3 separate regions of the Sus scrofa genome follow, and all the other regions are linked to region 2. A link is a contact called in public Hi-C and HiChIP or PLAC-seq data. All regions are on one chromosome and are shown on one strand. The core of a region is the stretch at or near the end of the contact, and the rest is flanking DNA. Distances in the headings are between cores, read along the strand shown.

Region 1 (2,743 bases), core at 120-2,619, 290 kb after region 2:
TGTCAGTATACAGTTCAGTCACACCTATTTGAGCTTCTAGGTCAAGTACTGGACACAGTTGACCTATTGTTAAAAAACATGAATAAAGATGAGCGCAACTCTTAAATAGCCATTGCGGTAGCTGAGCTAGAATAATTGATTGCTGTCTGATAATTGAAACTCTCACTTTCCAAAATGAACTCTGGCCGTATAACTCTCTGAAATTTCTATAAATATTAAAAGACTATAAAAGAGAACTCTGCAGTTTGCCGCAACTATTACATAACTTTTCGTTAATAAAAGTAAAATAGCCATGCTGGCCTTATAAATGGTTTCCTGCTGCTGTTGCCAACTTTAAGGATTTTCGTTAAATTTCATAAAGGGAAATAGAAATACAGTCTGCTTAAAGGATATAAACATTTTAAACAGCAGACATGGGCCCGAATGACTCTTGCAGAAAAATTTTGGAGAATTCTCTTTTGCTTGATGATACTTATTCAGAATTGATGTTATCCATCTCATGTCAGTAGAATTTACATCTTTGCTTCTTCATCATGGAGCATAATTGTGTTAACCTTGGCAGGAAAGTTTAGAAAAAGGGAGGGAGCATTTTTTTTCAGGACAAGTTCCAACTCCATTGATCATGTAATAGTTCACATGTTCAAAAAAACAAAAAACAAATTAAAGAGCCTTTTATTCTACTTCTGTGCTTGCAGGGCTTTCAAATTGTTGTTTGAGACTTTGGAAACATGCTTTACCGTTCAGCTGACTGGCTGTCATTTTATGGTCACCTAAAGTATAAAGGAGAAGAGCTAATAGGTACTACCAGGCACTTTCTTTTTATCTTTTCCTTTTTTTTTTTTTTTTTTTGTCTTTTTAGGGCTGCACTGAGGTGTATGGAGGTTCCCAGGCTAAGGGTCAAATTGGAGCTGTAGCTGCCGGCCTATGCTACAGCCATAGCCACGCCAGACCCCCAACCCACTGAGTGAGGCTGGGGATCGAACCTGCATCCTCATGGATACTAGTCAGGCTCGTTAACCACCTATGGGATAGTTTGAAGTTTCCATCATAGATGTGGCAGAGAGGGACACAGATGTCCCCAGGCCACCCCAAGGGCGTGCAGAACCCACTTTTTGGTTCCTAAGGTTACCAGCATCCAGGGAATCCTGCATCCTTGGACACATGCACATGGTAAACTTAAGAACTTCCAGTGTTCTGGGTGAAAGGAGGTCTCATTGCCCTGGGGGACCCAGAACAGGTTCTCCTGGGGTGACAGGCCTGGAGCGCTGTCTCCCGCTCCGCGTTGCTGCCTCACTCTGGCTCATCCTCTGGTCCCCGAGCATGTCAGTTGTTCTCTGTCACCTGATTAATTGCGGAACACTCACTCCCTGTGTGCTGCCTTGACCACGCGCCAGGAACTCTTGGCAGCCCGGGGGAACATGATCTCAGCGCACCTCCTGGTCAGCACTGGGCAATCCAAGTTGTTAGTGGGGGTGAGAACTTGGATTCAGAAGCCAGGACCCATGCCAGGGGCCAGGGCAGGAGTAATTGAGCAGCTGGCACGTGAAACGCAGCTCTAGACTCCATCAGCAGGTCAGGAGTCAGAAGTGGAGTGGCACGTGACTTTGAAAGGTGGTTTTTGAAGGAGATTATGATGGCCAGCGATGGATCTTGTAGTTTGTAGATATCAAATAATTCCAGCTGCTTTTGAAGGAAGCCTAAGAGTGGTGCCAGCTTACTCACAGTGCTCGTTATACTGGACAGAAACCTCTCTGGGTAACTTTTCCTCGTCAGTTCTACCTATGTCTTTCTGTGGCTCTCATTCGCTGTCCCTCTTACACTTGGAAGCATAAGATACACATAAAATTTCCAAAGTCTCTTTTGATGTCCCCTATTCTTCATAGGCTCTGAAAGTTGACGTTCTTCAGGGCTCAGTCTCGGGCTGTCATCTATGTTACTCTCGCTGTGATCTCATATATCCCTAATTTTATTTTATTTTTTATTTTTTTAATTCTTGCTTTTTAGGGCCACATCCACAGCATATGGAGGTTTCCAGGCTAGGGGTCGAATTGGAGCTATGACTGCCAGCCTATGCCACAGCCACAGCAATGCAGGATCAGAGCCACATCTGTGACTTATACCACAGCTCATGGCAATGCTGGATCCTCAATCCACTGAGCGAGGCCAGGGATCGAACCCACAACCTCATGGTTCCTAGTTGGCTTTGTTTCCCCTGCGCCACAACGGGAACTCCTATATCCCTAATTTTAAATGTCATCCTTCCTCCTCAGCTCCTCCCTCCCTCCCTTCCTTCTTTCTTCCCAGCCGCCCACCCGCTGTATCCATGGCATATGGAAGTTTCCAGGCTAGGTAGGGGTTGAATTGGAGCTGCAGCTGTCCGCCTACACCACAACCACAGCAACACCAGATTTAAGCCACATCTGTGACCTACACCACAGCTTGTGGCAATGCCAGATCCTTAACCCACTGAGTGAGGCCAGGGATTGAACCCACATCCTCGTGGACAGTATGTCAGGTCCTTAACCCATTGAGCCACAACAGGAATGCCTATTCCTTTCTTTCCACCACCCCCCCCTCCCAAAAATCGGGAATTTTAGGTGTTTTATTTATTTTTATTTGTTTTATTTTCATTCTTTTTTTAAATGGACATATGATTGATGGAGGACGTTGTGTTAGTTTCAGCAAATAATTCAGTTATACTTATATATCTGTGCTTTTTCCAGATTCTTTTCCCTCACTGTGA
Region 2 (3,202 bases), core at 435-2,934:
TTTTGACTTAAACCCGTATTTCCTCATTTTCTGGAGGACCCCGCTAGCCCCTTACAGGCGCCTTTATTTTCCTACTGGCAAAAACTCCTTTTAAAAATAACGTAGGAGTCCAAAGGAGCCCCTCAGTCCGCAATGTCCGTCCAATTCCTTATATAGACTCGGGCCGCAGCCGGCGGCAGGGCCGTTGCCGCCCATTATTCTCCAAACAGGTACCGGGCGGCGCACAAGTCGCGGCCCTCTCGCTACAGGAACTGTCCAGACAATAACAAGCAGCAGACATTTCGCTGCGGAGCCAGCGGGCACAGCATCGCCTCGAGATAAGCAGATAGGCAACCAACTTACACCGTCTCCCCAAACTGGAAAAGGCGACTGTGCAACCACCACCGCCACATGTTCGGGTCTCGCTCTCTTTCGCTATTATTAATAATAATAATATTATTTAAACTCTCACGCCAGGCAGAGGGGAGTGCGTCCGGGCACATCAGCACTAATCAATAAACACTGCGGCTGCAGCGCGGGCAGCAGCGCCCCGCGTCCGTCAGTCCGTCCGCCCCCTCCCCCACCCTCCTTCCACCCGAGACCCAGAGCCCTCTGAGCTCCATTATCCGGCTTCAGCGCTCCGCGCGTCCGGGCCAGGTAACAACTTCCCCCAAACCGAAAGAGAACCCCGGAGACACACGCACTGCACCCCGTCCCGGCACGGAGGTGGCGTCCTCCCGGGAGGGGATCTGTCTGTGGTGCTTCCCGGTCCCTGGGACCAGGTAACAACTCTGCCAACCCGCTGCCCCCCGCGGCTCCCACGGCCGCTGCTCGGGGCCCGCCCGCGCCCCCGCCGGCGCCCAGCGGTACGCGGACCCACTTGGGGCGCGGCGGCGGCGGGGGGCGCCCCGGGAGGAGGGGCGCTTAGGGACCCGCGACTCCGCGCCGCGAAACCCTGTCCCGCGCCGAGCGCGCCTCGCCGGCCCGTCCCAACTTTACCGCCGCCGGCCCTGCCGGGTCCGCCCGCTGCGCGCTCCGCGCCGCCCGCGCACACGCGCGCACGGGCGACACGCAGCCCGCGGCCGCCGCGTCCCGCCGCCGCCCGCCTGCCCGCCCGGCCGAGCCGTGGGGCCCGAGCGACCGCGCCAGCCGGGGCCGCGGAAGCCACTCCGCCCGGGCAGCGCCGGCACAAGTTAGTTCCTTGGTTCCCGGGGCCTCGGCGCCGCGGGGACGCAACGCCGGCGGCGCCGAGGGGCACAGGAGTGGGGAAAAGTGTGAAAAGAAGCAACAGCCGCTCCCCCCGAGCCCAGAAAAGTGGCGGCCGCGTCCCGGCCGCCCGCCCTGCGCCGGAGATGCGGCAGCGGCGGCGGCTAACGGTCCAGGGAGGCGGCAGGGGCGGCAGGAGCCGCTAGGCGGAGAGACCAGGTAAGAGACATAACGGTTCAGGGAGAGCGAGCGGCCGCGGCGCGGCTCCGGCGGCGGCGGCCGCGGAGGGGGGCAGAGAGCACTACTTTCTACTTTCCCACTCCACTTGGCCCGTCCCTGCCCGGCCACCCCCAGCCCGGCTCGCCCCCCTCGCCCCCGGGGGCGCCCCGGCCGCCCGGCTCCCCCTGACTCCGCTGCTCCCCGGTCCCCTCCGCCACTCACCGTTATTGCGCCGCGGGTTCGCCTGCTTTCTGCGCTTACACCTGGGGCCATCCGCCATGATCCTCTCGCTTGTGTCTAAATGCTCGAGTCACCACCTCCCCCTCCCTCCCCCTTCCCCCCCAACCCCTCCGCCTCCACCCCTCCCCCCTCCCCACCGCACCTGGTTTACGACACTCGCGGCTTTACGACATCACCTTCCTTACACCTAGAGCCGCTCGCTCTACGGCCGGAACCTTGTTGCTAGGGAGTGGACGGTTTGCGGCAGCTGGAGGAGCAGCTGAGTTTGAACCGAGTGGCAAGAGAAAAGTTCCCCCAGGTGTCGCGGGCGGGGGGCGGGGGCGCTGGGAAGCGATACGGACGTGGTACGAAGGGCGACTGGCCGTCGGAGGGAGAAAGGTAAAGGAGGAGGCTCTGGACTGGCCACACCCGCCGCGGCCGCCAGGGGCATGTTTGGTTCTGGCTGATTCTCGGGATCCTGCGCCCTGGGGACTGCCCTTCGGAATGGCCGCAGTGACCTGTCCTCCCTCTTCCTCCGGTGGGGCTCACGTACCCCGGGGCCGCCCAGGGATTCTCCGGAATCAGAAGGAGGCAGGTTCGCGGAGCAGCGAGAGGCTACCCCCCGGGAGAGGCTACCTGAGCCCCGGACTTCTGGTCCCCCCCTCCTCCTCCGATGCACGGTTTTTCCCTGCGCTAACTGGGATGGGAAGTGACTTCAATTAAATAGAAGTTCAGCTGGACCGAAAGAGGGGCGAGAAGTTCCGCTTGCGAGTCACCTCGGCGGTAAAGCGGAATGAGTAATCCCCACGCCGGCCTGTCTCACTTCCTCCTCCTCGCTGGGCGCGCTCACCTGCTGTCACCTCGGCTTCCCCCACCCTGCCGCCAGCCGGCCCCAGTCCTCCTCTCTCCGCCCCCACCTCCATGAGTAGAAGGGCCGGATCGGAGGCGTCTAAACGTAGAGTTAAGGTATAAACAGGCCACGACTTACTACCTGGATAGGCAACTGTCGCTGTAGAAGACCTTGCAGCAAGAAACAGACTGGGAGACGTTGTCTTGGAGACCGATGGATTGATTGCGGTCTTATCAAGTCAGGTCTCTGACTTGGGGCAAGTTTAAGGGATTTCTGAAACGTAGATAACACCATCAAGTACCGAGAAAATCAAGTTTTCAGTATCGAGCAGGACTTGGCTTTCCACTCCTCCCCACCTTCAAATGAGGAAATGTCTTTGAGACCGTCTCTGGAATGAATGACTTGAGCTGTATTTCAAATTGTACTGTAGAAGTTGGTAGGGAAATTGTGGAAAGTGAAACGTAGCATACAGAGTATTAGAAATAACAGTACATCACCCAGCATAGTGCTGTCACATAGTAGGTGCTCAATAAATGTATGCCTGTAATTTTTGCCATACCTATGGTGGGACTTTTTTTATACGATGTTAATCTTTTAAACATTCTTCACAATTTTAGAAGATTCATTAATAATCTTTTCCAACCTTTCAACTGAAATAAATTTATAGCTGAAGTCTGGTGATTTAAAATTAGAAAGTTTAATCCTGAATATAGATGAACATTTTCTCTC
Region 3 (3,196 bases), core at 303-2,802, 360 kb before region 2:
GGTTCAGTCCTTGGCTGGGTGCAGTGGGTTAAGAATCTGGTGCTGCTGCAGCTGCAGCGTAGGTTGCAGCTCTGGCTTGGATTTGATCCCTGGCCTGGGAACTTCCATATGCCACAGGTAGGGCTGAAAAAGAAAATAAAAACCAAAACCAATCAAAAAACTCCCAAAGAAACCAAATGGCTGTCCAGCCTTGGAGCCAGCACCAATTTGAACAGTATGGTCACAGTTTATAGTGTGACTGTACGACCCAGTTTGCCTGGAACCCTTTATCCTTGGGGTTTGGGCACAATTCCTAATAGTTTTCCTTGTCACTCTCATCAGTGTCCAGATTTATTCAATAAATGATAGGATCACTCTAACTTTTCATCTGTGACAAGATCCATTCTTTGGCTTATACTGACACCTGTAGGCTTGTGAAATGGCTTTGAAGAAAATGAACATGGAGAAGGCTTTCCCCATCCTCAGTCTCCAGGATTTCAGCTCACCTCCTGAATATACTGGGAACCTGAACTGTGGGGCATGTTCTAGAAAGAGGCCAAAGCAGGGAAACATTTCCACTTGAAGATGCTGTGTACCCTGCGGCCATGAGTTTCCAGGGTTCTAACATTTGGAGTAACGCTTTTTTTTTTTTTTTTTTTTTTTTTTTTGCTTCTTAGGGCTGTACCTGTGGCATATGGAAATTCCCAGGCTAGGGGGTGAATCGGAGCTGCAGCTGAAGCCTGTGCCACAGTCACAGCAACGTGAAATCTGCGCTGCATCTGTGACGTACACCACAGCTCACAGCAACATCAGATCCTTAACCCACTGAGCGAGGCCAGGGATCAAACCTGCATCGTCATGGATGCTAGTTGGGTTCGTTACTGCTGAGCCACAACCATCACTCTTGGAGTAATGTTTTGATCACTCCTGTTGTTGACAGGAATCAGCATCGGTTTCAGGTGTAAACAGGAGCCCACCTGGCTCTCTGAGCCATGACAGATGTTGCCTGGGTTGGGGGGCATGATGCTCAGGGCCGATGAGCCATGGGACTGTGGGCCTTCCCAGCTGGGGAGGCTTGGATGGAGAATTTAGGCAGGGCAGGGTCAAGGCCCCCAGGCTCATCTGTTGGAGATTAGGTGGTGACCCTGGTTCTCCTGGGACTAAGGAAACACCAACACTGGAGGGAGGTGTGAGCTGGGGTAGCCCAGGGCCTAATGTTCTCATCTCCTTCAGGTGCCATCAGACACCTGGATTCCAATCTGAACATCAAAAACAACACAAGACACTTAAAAAAGAATGAAATCCAGAGGTCACGAAGGCTCTGGGTGGACGAATTTGTGTGCTTGGCTGTCACAATGGTGGATTTGAGACAGATTAACGTGTGGGCTCCTGAGCCCAGCAGCAGCCCTGGGCCAGGGTGGATCGGTGGCTGGGGTGGGGGGGGACTCTTCCTGTCTTTCAGAGGGGCCCCTGTCCCTGCAGAGGCCACCCCCTCGTGCTGCCTCACGGCCCTGAGCCAAGGACTCTCCAGCCCAGAGAAGTGAAAATAGACGGTTGCCAAGATGAGAAAGGAGGCTTGAAAGCGTGTGGGCCCTACACGGTGGAGTAAATCAGGATGAGGAAGGGAAACACAGGATGTCTAACTTCCGGGTATTCTTGTAGGATTTTACTGGCGTTCTTGTGTTTGTCTCATTATCTTCAAGACGTTCAGGTTGGACATGTTCTATCCCTGGCAAGACAGAAACCTTGGACTTCGCCAGTTCTTTTCCAAAGGGCTTGCCCGGGATTCTTCCAGACTCTGTGAGAAAATCCCGACCGTGCCCCCTGACCTGCGTCTTGGGAATGTGGGGGCGGAGCGGGCTGCCTTCTGGCTGTCACTGGCTGAATGAACAGACCATAATGAGTCAATTCTCTGCCGTCTGCTATTTAAAACAACGGCTTCCTTCCTGTTTCCTACGCTGCTGACTGAAGCTTCTTCTGTGTTAGGGGGGGAAAAAAAAGAAACTCAGGGCGAAAGTGCGCCCTCGGAGACTGAATGAGCCATACATCTCGCCCGCAGTGGCACAAAAGCTCCTAAGTGTTTTATCTGTACAGATGGCTCTAATTTGGTGGCGCTGGCATGACTCTGTGAGCTAATTTCCCAAATACTTGGTTCATTAAAGTGGAAGAGAAAAAACAACCACCTTCTAAGCCAAGCGAGACTCCCCCCAAGAAACAGAAGTCCTGATTATTTAAGGGCAGGGTCGCTTTTGAGAAGGCAGGAGGGAGAGGGCAGACGTCCCTGGGCCCTGGGTGTTTGTCCCCCACCCCAGGGAAGTCCAGTCACCCCCTGGGAGTGAGCCTCCCCTCCCCACCCCATCCCTGAGGGACGAGTGTGGCCTCTGACAGTGGCCTGCAGTCTCCAGGATGCCAGGTGGGAGCCTAACTCTGGGCTTTTTCTCTGTTTCGCTGACCACGTGGAAGGCATGTTCGGCCAGCAAAGAGTTGAGTGGGGAGTTTAAGAGGCAAAGTAAGGAGGCAAAGCAGCTCCTGCTTTCCCGGGGGATGCTGCGCAGCTGCTGTTGGGGCTTATGGGCACAACTTGGTGGCTCTGGGGGTGACAAGGCAGCTTCCAGTGTGTTCAGAACACAGCATGGGGTATCCGACCTCGCCATCCTGCGGCAGGCACACTGGACCGCTGGACTGAACGCGGATGCCAGAGATGGGTGATCCCCACCCCCACTCAAAGAAGGTGTCATCTCCGCCGCCCCCCCCCCCCCCCCTTTAGGCAGGAACATAGAGAACTTATGAGGGTCTTCACTCTGCCCTGGAGGCGCTGTCCACAAAGGGAAAAGGACAGAAAACCTGTATAGGATGAGTTTAAGAAATGGGGAAAGTGTCGTCTCCCAAGCGCAGATACACTCTGTAAATAATCGCACATGTGAAGAAACCAGATGGGCGCCCTCCGCGCATGCGCACGTGCGGGCAGCATGCACGTGTGCACACGGGTGACCACCAAGGCTTTGAGGGTAGGCTGAAACCAGTTTGGGGAAACCCTGTTGGCCAAGAAAAGCCTAGAAAACTTTGTCAAATCTCAAAATATGTAAGAGGTGATTAGAGTGAAATAATCAGATATTTCCAAAGCACATGCTACATACTGTGTGGGGAAGGGCTGAGGGGGTGCTGATGAGGGGGTGGCCATGGGACTAGAGGCAAGATGGCCCTTACACTGAGGGAG

The links. A called contact is a pair of places that touch in the nucleus more often than the background predicts. HiChIP or PLAC-seq counts read pairs in DNA pulled down with a chosen protein or histone mark.
Region 1: a Hi-C map of skeletal muscle shows a contact between it and region 2, with 5 times the contacts expected there. The contact joins the enhancer-like site here to the promoter of ZEB1 in region 2. A contact is called at or near these places in 2 of 5 promoter capture datasets (fetal liver and liver) and 5 of 47 Hi-C or Micro-C datasets (embryonic fibroblasts, liver and skeletal muscle).
Region 3: an H3K27ac HiChIP or PLAC-seq map of skeletal muscle shows a contact between it and region 2, with 6 times the contacts expected there. The contact joins the enhancer-like site here to the promoter of ZEB1 in region 2. A contact is called at or near these places in 1 of 5 promoter capture datasets (liver), 6 of 47 Hi-C or Micro-C datasets (brain, embryonic fibroblasts, fetal skeletal muscle and 3 more) and 1 of 2 datasets of contacts at active chromatin or transcription factors (skeletal muscle).

The regions. Positions count from the first base shown.
Region 1 is chr10:41,721,372-41,724,114 of Sscrofa11.1, reverse strand. The region is part of intron 12 of ZNF438 (zinc finger protein 438); the gene reads left to right. Among named protein-coding and RNA genes, the nearest start is that of ZEB1, 290 kb to the left of the region's middle. Within about 2 kb of position 1,369, at least 25 of the 83 cell types and tissues checked have an H3K27ac peak or open chromatin away from gene starts, as enhancers often do. A contact at or near this core is called in skeletal muscle, where this site is marked.
Region 2 is chr10:42,011,596-42,014,797 of Sscrofa11.1, reverse strand. ZEB1 (zinc finger E-box-binding homeobox 1) reads right to left here and starts at 1,684. Exons shown (of 11, transcript XM_021064196.1): 1 at 1,627-1,684. The coding sequence starts at 1,684. It overlaps ZNF438 (zinc finger protein 438), which reads left to right and starts at 407. Exons shown (of 19, transcript XM_021064197.1): 1 at 407-636. LOC110255584 (a long non-coding RNA gene) reads right to left here and starts at 318. Exons shown (of 5, transcript XR_002336134.1): 1 at 1-318.
Region 3 is chr10:42,372,192-42,375,387 of Sscrofa11.1, reverse strand. No RefSeq gene overlaps it. Among named protein-coding and RNA genes, the nearest start is that of ARHGAP12, 200 kb to the left of the region's middle. Within about 2 kb of position 1,552, at least 51 of the 83 cell types and tissues checked have an H3K27ac peak or open chromatin away from gene starts, as enhancers often do. A contact at or near this core is called in brain, fetal skeletal muscle, liver and 2 more, where this site is marked.